2 separate regions of the Mus musculus genome follow, and region 1 is linked to region 2. The links are chromatin contacts, called in public Hi-C maps. All regions are on one chromosome and are shown on one strand. Each heading gives the region's core, a stretch centred on a gene start, on an enhancer-like site or on the middle of the called end of the contact. The rest is flanking DNA. Distances are from core to core; before and after follow the strand shown. Region 1 overlaps Epc2 (enhancer of polycomb homolog 2). Region 2 has its middle 43 kb from the start of Gm25215.

Region 1 (3,862 bases), core at 1,270-3,769, 190 kb before region 2:
AACACTCGGACACATAAAATAATAAATATAAAACATTTTTAGTAAGTTTAATAATTTTAATAAAATTTCCTCTGTGTATCTCTGGCTGTCCTGGAAATTGCTCTGTAGATCAGGCTGGCCTTGAACTCTGAGATCTTCTGCTTCCCTAGTGCTGGGATTAAAGGCATGTACCACTACCACCTAGCTTATTTAAATAAAAAAAATTTAAAACATGATGAGACTGACTGAAGTGTTTAAAATCAGTCAATTTGACTTTTTTATGCTTTCTTTTTTTACAACTCTGGTTGGCATTTAAGGATGCTACTAGGCAAAGAGCTTTTTTGTAGCAAGCAAATCCTCAAGCTTTTGAAAAATCAAGTCTGTCAAAAGATATAGTTGAGCAGCACAAAGTCAAAAGGGCTTCTCTTGATTCAGGACAGCTAGAGCACAGCTCAGGAACAGTACCCACTCGTGCACACACCTGGCTATGCTGCTGATGGCACTGCTGGGAGTAACCTTTGGCACTCTGTCCATGCTGGCAGCAACTGTGGCAAGTTTTAAGGCTGTTGGCGATGGTGCTGAAGTCCGTGTATTGATATGCACATTGACAGGAGAAACAACACTGACGTTATTGAGGTGCACTGCATTGGTCAGGCAGGAATTGTTCATGGGAAGTGTCTGAGGACTGCTTGTGCACAACGCTGGGATCAAGTGGTTTGTAGTAGTGTGGCCAACTGTCCTTACAAGCTGTACAGCTGAAATCCCTGGGCTGGATGATAAAGCCATATTGGTGGAATATAATGTTTTAGAGGGTCCTGCAGAAGAGGGAACAATCACTCAATTAGTGTGATGAGACAATAAAAAAAAGTTTAAAAAAATCAGGAACTCAGTAATAAAATAAATGTACTCATATTCTAATTAAATAAATATGAAGCTAACTTTCTATATCACAGTCATATAAGGAGATTTCCAAAGCATTTTGCTCCCTCTGTATGTGGCATTTGCTCCCTCTGTATGTGGCAACTCTGGAGATAAATACAACAGGACAGATGAAAATGATAGCTGTGTTTTCCTAAGGATTTATAGGCACACAGGATCAGCAAGGGCAGACTACAGAAAGGGGTAAAAAACAAAGTGATCCTGAGTACATATAAACAAACCCAGAGAAGTCTGAGCTTGGGAGCTGTGAGAGGACCAAGCAGCACGTCTTTGGGGTCGGGCAGTAAGCAGCAAGTGGCTTTCACAGCTGCAACGTATCAGAGGAGGAGTGGGGGGAAGTGTCTTTCTGCATGTGCACGTGGGATTGCAAACCCGACTTCAGACTTTTTAACAGACTGTGCTGTTTTTATTTCACTTTATAAACAATTTATAGATGATCCAATAGGGGTGGTTAACAATGAACTCAATGGCTTTCCTAACATGTGAGGCAACTGAGAGTCATGAATGGAATCAGAATGGATGGATAGGTAGATAGAAGGTACAGTGAGAATTCTGGGAAACACTCAGCTATTCATTTGTATCAGTCCAAGGCATTCTGAACAGCACTGTATACATTTCCCCTGTGTATATGAAAAAAATCAAACCCAACTTGATGAGTAGCAATTTTAAGTTAATAAGTATTACAGAAACCCGAGTTGTACCTGAAGGCTGGACAACACCATTCATATTGTTGTGGCCAGTGTTCTGTTCCTTGGATCCCTCACTGCGACTTGGAACAGGAGCACTGACCACTGCAGATGCAGCAAAGTGGGCGCTGGCTGAGTCAAGTGTTTTAGACATACAGTCAGAGGTGCTTGAGCCCTAAAAAACGGATAGCAGCACAGTTCAGTTTTCCACATCTATTTATCTATCTAATCACTCTCCATTTTTCTGCATGTGTTGGGGTGGGGGAATAACAGCATGTGTGTGTGTGGAGGTCAGAGGACAACTGTCAGGAGTTGGTTCTGTTCTTTCACAATGACAATTCCAGGGATCCAACTCAGGTAGTTAGACTTAGCAGCAAGTGCCTTTACCTGCTAGGCCACCCTGCCAGCACCCTATACTCTGTTTTGTTAGATGTGATTAATGATATTAAGAAATGTGTGGCACTCAAAAGGATATTGCCATTCTAATCAGACATAGTCATAATACGTTTTTAGATGAGAGATTTAAGACTTCAGAATTTTTTGGTATATGAAGCATGAAAATAACTAGAAACTAGAAAATAATTATTTCTGAAAAAGAACTATCAAACTGAAAAACCCATGCTCTATTAATCTTCTTACATAATAATAAATACTTTAGAAACTGCTTGATGAGTAGACACTGGATGACATGAAATCCCAGCCATGACTCATAACCAGTCTATCACAATGTAAATACCTAGACGGACTCAGCTTTGAAACAGTCTGCAAACACTTCAGGGTAGTTACCTGAAGAGATTCAAAAACACCAAGCCAAACGAAGTACAATGGCCACTCTTCCACGCTTCTGTGTAGAACTGGCTGGTACTAACATAGATAGCTGCAGGCTATAAGCCAAGTCCAGATCTACCAGTACTGTCACAGGGGTGTGGCTCATCAAGATTTCCATGGTGTCAACTCAAGACTTTAATGTAAAAGGACAGACTCTTGAGGATGAACTAAAGCATTGTTGGTAGACCTTGGTCTGAGAACTCAAAGTGTGTGACTGAATGGTGTTAGTCTTAGTTATTACAGAGATTCTTGCTCTTTAAAATTATGGACAACAAAATTTCAGACCTTAAATGTGAAGTTTATTTTGCCAATTCAACTTTGAGACTAAGTCCTTTTATTTTTGTTTTGCTTTCAATGGCCTAAAGCAACAGTACCGTGTTCTTGTACAGTTCTAGCAGCCACGGCCCACAAGGAGTCTCCCAAGGCTCATCTCAAGGTTTGCTTTTGCTGGGTTGGTTCCTGCAGTCTTTTACAGCATTTTCACTTTTATCACTTGTGTCTGTATTTATGGATGTCTAGGAACTTCTGGTGGCACGTGGCATTTCTTTTTCCCTTCAGGGAAATGTGATTCACACAGGCAAGGGGGCCTGTGAAGCTTAGATTTACCACATAATTTAACTGAATTCCTTCTCCTTCTAAGCTGTACTGACATAGGACTTAAGTATAAACATGAAGAGGTTAGAAAAGCCATATTCTTGAAAAAAAATGAGGGGGGTTTAAAAAATAGCTAATTATTTTATAAACTCTCAACAATCCTTCTAAAAACTAGTAATTCTTCCTAAACAAAAACTACCACATTTAGCTCTCAAATAACCAGACTAGTCTAGAAACTAGCTATTCAGAAATAGATAACTTAATAAAAGAAAATCTGGGTTAATTCTCAAACTCGGGGACAGAGGAGCAGAGTCACCTGTAGGAACGTGAGAAAGAGGACAGTGAAAGGTCACCTGTGCTTTTGGATGTGTCTGCTGTGAGGAATGCTGGGATTGTTGTTTCTGATGAAGCTGCGCAAGTTGCTGCCTTTGCATTTGAACTAGCTGCTGTTGATGTGTCTGAAACTGCTCTTCTGTGATGCCCCCTGTTACTGATAAAGGATAAAAGAGTATTAGAGTACTTGTAGTGACATAAGCAGAATACAACATAAGCCTGTAAAGATGGAATGCAAATACAAGCCACAACAGACATCTGCAAAGTAGAATCCCAATGGCGAATCTTTCTGAGTGCTCTATGTTCATGTCCACAGTCTCCTTTGTTCCTATGCAGTTTTTAACTGTATAACACGATGGAATTGAAATCTGTTTTTGAATTTTTGTGTGTTCTTTTAAAATGTTTATTTGTGTGTTTAGCATGTGTATGCGTATCACAATGTATGTACAGAAGTCAGAGGATAGAAGTCAGTCATCAGGCTTGGTGGCAAGTGTCTTTCTTTA
Region 2 (4,274 bases), core at 98-2,597:
AAGCTGGCAAGTATTCCTTGGCCAGACCTTAAGTCAAACTCTTTGCTCCTAGGACTGGGAAAAGATCAAGTCCATGTGCAGTTCAAAGCCTATAGATGCCTGCGGAGCTTTTCTGGGCAGAGATTTCCAGGGTGAGGATTGGTGGGATTTCAAGTCCTGAGCTTGGGGAGCTCAGGGATTGGTGGGTTTCTGTAGAAAGTTTAGGGATTGGTGGCCTTTTTTCCATCCTCCTTTCCCTGCATTGGGCCCATGGGTCAGGAAGGGAGGACCTTCCTGGGCACAGGCAGCCTTAGCTGAGGCAGAGGAGCCGCTGTGGGAGGATGGAGAAGAGGTGGCCCCTGCTTTGACAGTTCCTGTGGCGGTACCTCACGGCCCGTCCTGGACAACGCTTTTATGTGTACCATCTGCTTCTCATAAAACCCACAAAGGAGGAAGGGCAAATAGTAGTATGCAGGTTCAGACTAAGAGCAGGAGGCGTCCAAGCAGATCCCATGCTACTGGTGAATGGCAGTGCTTAGCATCAGCTCTTCAGGTCCTGGCTTAGCATCAGCTCTTCAGGTCCTGGCTCAATTCATGTTACTCTGGGCTTGACTAAAAGAGCTATAGAAGAAACTTATTTTTTAAATAAAAGTATCAGGCTTCATCTATCTCCTACTGGGGAAGTCATGTTCCTACTTTTTGGTTGCTAGAGCCAGAGTGGAACAAGAGGGACCAGGAGGACTCTTGTCAGAGCGGAGGTAAGAAGCACGAAAGCATTTTGTGTTTATCTGAGTGGTACAGGGGTTCCAAGCTGGCTTGTTTGTTTGATGCTGAGTATTCTAAGGGACCATAATATCATTGTAAATATGTAAACCCTGTGCATAGATGGGTCTGTGTTTCTCCCAAACAGCAATATTTTTTTAGCAATCGTTATTTCTATGAAAATGCAAAATCTTCTTTGATACATGACCAAGGGATGTCTCCAACCTCCCACCTCCTTCTTCACCCCACCCCTCTGAGAAGTAAGAGCCTTTTGTTCTTCTACCTATAGATGAGGGCCATTACAGAGGTGGAGATCTCAGGCTTGGACTGAATAGCCCTTGATGAAGGGGATTTGGCCCAGGCCAGAGAGGCAACATGAATTTAGAGGCAAGTTCTTAGGAAAGGGGAGGAAACACCAGGGCCTGCTTCCTGGAAGTCCTTCCTAGAGCTCAGACTGTGCTGGGCCTACCCAGCTGCTGCTGCTTCTATTTCTGCTGTGTGGGACAATGGCGTTGGCATCAGAAACTGCTTTGCGGTCACCAGTTGCCTCTGAATCCAATGTTGACATCACCCCTAGGTGACAAGGACCCTCTTGTGTATGTTGCCATGGCAACCGCCACACACTCCCAGCGTGCTCCTCACCTGTGTGACTCACCTGTGTGCGGTGAAGCATGTGACTACGTCACAGCCCAAATAAAAGGCAGAGACCCCCAACTCCTCGCCCCTTCTTTCCCTTCTTCTTCTCTTCCTCACTCCTCCCCCACCCCCAATAAACCTCTTCTCGTGGGACTGTGCTGGCTTGGTGTGATCTGTCCGGATATGAGCCGCCTTCTAACACAACATTTGGTGCCTTGACTCGGGGATTGCTAGTAACCACCCAGGTTTGCCACCAACTCTAAGCCAAGTGTTTCTCTGCTAATGCTAATGCAACCTGTCAAAGTCACTGAACAGTTAAGGTTTTTGGTGTATCCCTGCCTTGGTAAATGAGTTTTGCTACTGTCATTAGATTCTAGTGTACTCTCTTGTCTAACTCAGATATGACCAGTAGATACTGTTCTCAATCTTGTCAGAAGTCTGCCAATTATGAACATTTCAGCTTATGACAGACAGAACCTCCCAAAGCCTAACAAAAGATCTCAGAGGATAATGGACATAGCTACAAGAGACTGCCTGGATTGTGGTATGATAACCACCGAGTAACACTGTGGGCAAAACTGGATATCCTAAGAGTCAAATGCCTCATATTGCCTTAAGTCAAGGTGGGTCGTTTCTCATTTCACATGTGTCTATTCCACGGGGGGGGGGGGGGGGGAGCTCTCCACATTCTGGGCTTGAAGTTGCTATGGAGACCACAGGGACCTGGGAACTGTTTAGGCAGTGGACTATAGATGAACTCTGTCATTTTTAATTAATACATGGCTCCTAGATTATAATTTATTCTTCCCCAGATTTCTGACCTCATTGACAGCTAAGCTAACAGTAGCTTGACAGTTAGAAAACAGACCTAGCTCCTTACTACTACACTAATAAACTTGTTCACTGGCTAAGACTGCCAGGTTTCTTACAGACTTCATGACAAATGATGCACAAGTTCAGATGTAAGCTTTCACAGGTGTAACCTGTCACTTCCTTACCTGAGCTCAGTTTCCAGCAACTAACTGCTTCATATTTCCTCTTCTTGCTATCCCATTGTCCTAACACTGACCAGCAGAGTTCTTAAGTATTGGCCTAACCCTAATAAGACATTCCACTATACGATCCAATGTATAATCACAAATTCAAAATTTAAGTTTTCTTTTTTTTCTTCTATTTTATTTTATTGATTTATTATATATTTTATTTATTTATTTATTTATTTATTATATTACAGTAAGTACTCTGTAGCTGTCTTCAGACACTCCAGAAGAGGGCCATCAGATTTCGTTACAGATGGTTGTGAGCCACCATATGGTTGCTGGGGTTTGAACTCAGGACCTTTGGAAGAGCAGTTGGTGCTCTTAACCACTGAGCCATCTCGCCAGCCCCCAAATTTTAAGTTTTCTTGATTGTCTTTTAACTAAGTGTAAAGTGTTTCATGCTGAATCTATAATATAAGCTATCATACTCAAATATAAGTTTCATTTGATTGTACTTTAACTATAGACTTAAGGTGTTTCTCTTATGATCAACTATATTCACAAGGTCAAGGTTTTGAATATTCTTTGTCTCTAAATTATAAACTTAAAATTGTTTCTCATTATGTATATTCAGTTTCCTAGACAGAAGGAAAAAGCCCTTCTTGTTCCTTCTGCTCCACGAAAGGCTTAAGGTTCCCCATAAGCTCATCTTAAAGACTGTTCATATTGTTAACTCATGTTCTTATCTCCTCTGTAAACTCATAAGCTACAGGAAACCCACTCAGTTCTACCTCTCATGGACCAAACAGACTCCAGATAAGTACATCTGCTAGTCAATAGCCTAAAGTTCCCACTTCCTACCTATTTCAGGGGGAGAGATTCCTCTCCCTGGAATTGAGACTCACCCCCAACCACCAAGACCTAAGGGTTTCAATTTTTTTTCTCCCAAACACACTTAACTTTATTCTCTACCTATAATGTGTGTGTGTGTGTGTGTGTGTGTGTGTGTGTGTGTGTGTGTGTGTGTGTGTGTGTTGTTAAGTCCAGGCACTTACTACATCCAGGACAGCTCAAGAGAAGCAACCCCCAGATGCTCCAGTCTTCTCTCACAGACACTTCTATTGGACCCATTCCTTCTGATCTATCCACAGATGGTTGCACAGACCCTGCACACCAAGGAAACAGCCAATTCTCCTAAGACTGGACCAATGTTCCCATACCCATTTTCCTAGGTTTCCTAGAGACACATTGCCCCCAAATCAGCAGGAAGTAGCTAAAGATCGCAACAAGCACATTCCTGTTCCACCATCACCTCTTTCTAATTTTTTTTTCTGTTTTAATTAAACCAAAACACGGGAATGTTAGCATTTTGTCTAGGTTCTGCTGCCCCACAGCTACCTGGCAACAGCCAGCTGTGCCTGACTCGATATAAAAGGGGCTGCTTGCCCCCCCTCTACTCCTTCTTGCTTTCTTGCTTTCCCTCTGTCTTCTTGCCCCCTCCTCTTCTCTCCCCGTTCCTCTCCCCCTCTCTCTCTTCACATGCCCATGGCTGGCCTCTACTTCTTTATTCCTCTACTTCCCTGCTCTTTCTTTCTGCCTTTCTCTGCCTCTACTACCCTCTCAACTCCCCTCCCCATGCCCTGAATAAACTCTATTCTATACTATACCATTGTGTGTCTTGTCCCTCAAGGGGAAGGGATGCCTCAGCATGGGCCCATGGAGGCACCCCTTCCCGCACATCTGATTGCACATCCACCAAACACATTCCTTCTCTCCTTATCTTTTTATAAAACACAACAAATGGGCCAAGTATGCTTGGGACCAGTGAACAACTTTCAGTGCGCACACACACACACACTAGGACCAGCATGTTCCATACACTGTCTATTCCGTAGAGAAGGCCTTTGTAAGGTTCTG

The links. Hi-C and Micro-C count contacts between places; a contact is called where the count stands out from the background.
Region 1: a Hi-C map of uterus shows a contact between it and region 2, with 2.9 times the contacts expected there. The contact joins two enhancer-like sites. A contact is called at or near these places in 8 of 484 Hi-C or Micro-C datasets (the C10 cell line, CD4 T cells, bone marrow-derived macrophages and 5 more), 1 of 115 datasets of contacts at active chromatin or transcription factors (embryonic stem cells) and 1 of 9 other capture datasets (embryonic stem cells).

What each region holds. Positions count from the first base shown.
Region 1 is chr2:49,545,363-49,549,224 of GRCm38.p6, reverse strand. It overlaps Epc2 (enhancer of polycomb homolog 2), which reads right to left. Exons shown (of 14, transcript NM_172663.4): 11 at 3,380-3,516; 12 at 1,620-1,779; 13 at 461-794. Among named protein-coding and RNA genes, the nearest start is that of Kif5c, 72 kb to the left of the region's middle. Within about 2 kb of position 2,519, at least 10 of the 459 cell types and tissues checked have an H3K27ac peak or open chromatin away from gene starts, as enhancers often do.
Region 2 is chr2:49,353,119-49,357,392 of GRCm38.p6, reverse strand. No RefSeq gene overlaps it. Among named protein-coding and RNA genes, the nearest start is that of Gm25215, 43 kb to the left of the region's middle. Within about 2 kb of position 1,347, at least 5 of the 459 cell types and tissues checked have an H3K27ac peak or open chromatin away from gene starts, as enhancers often do.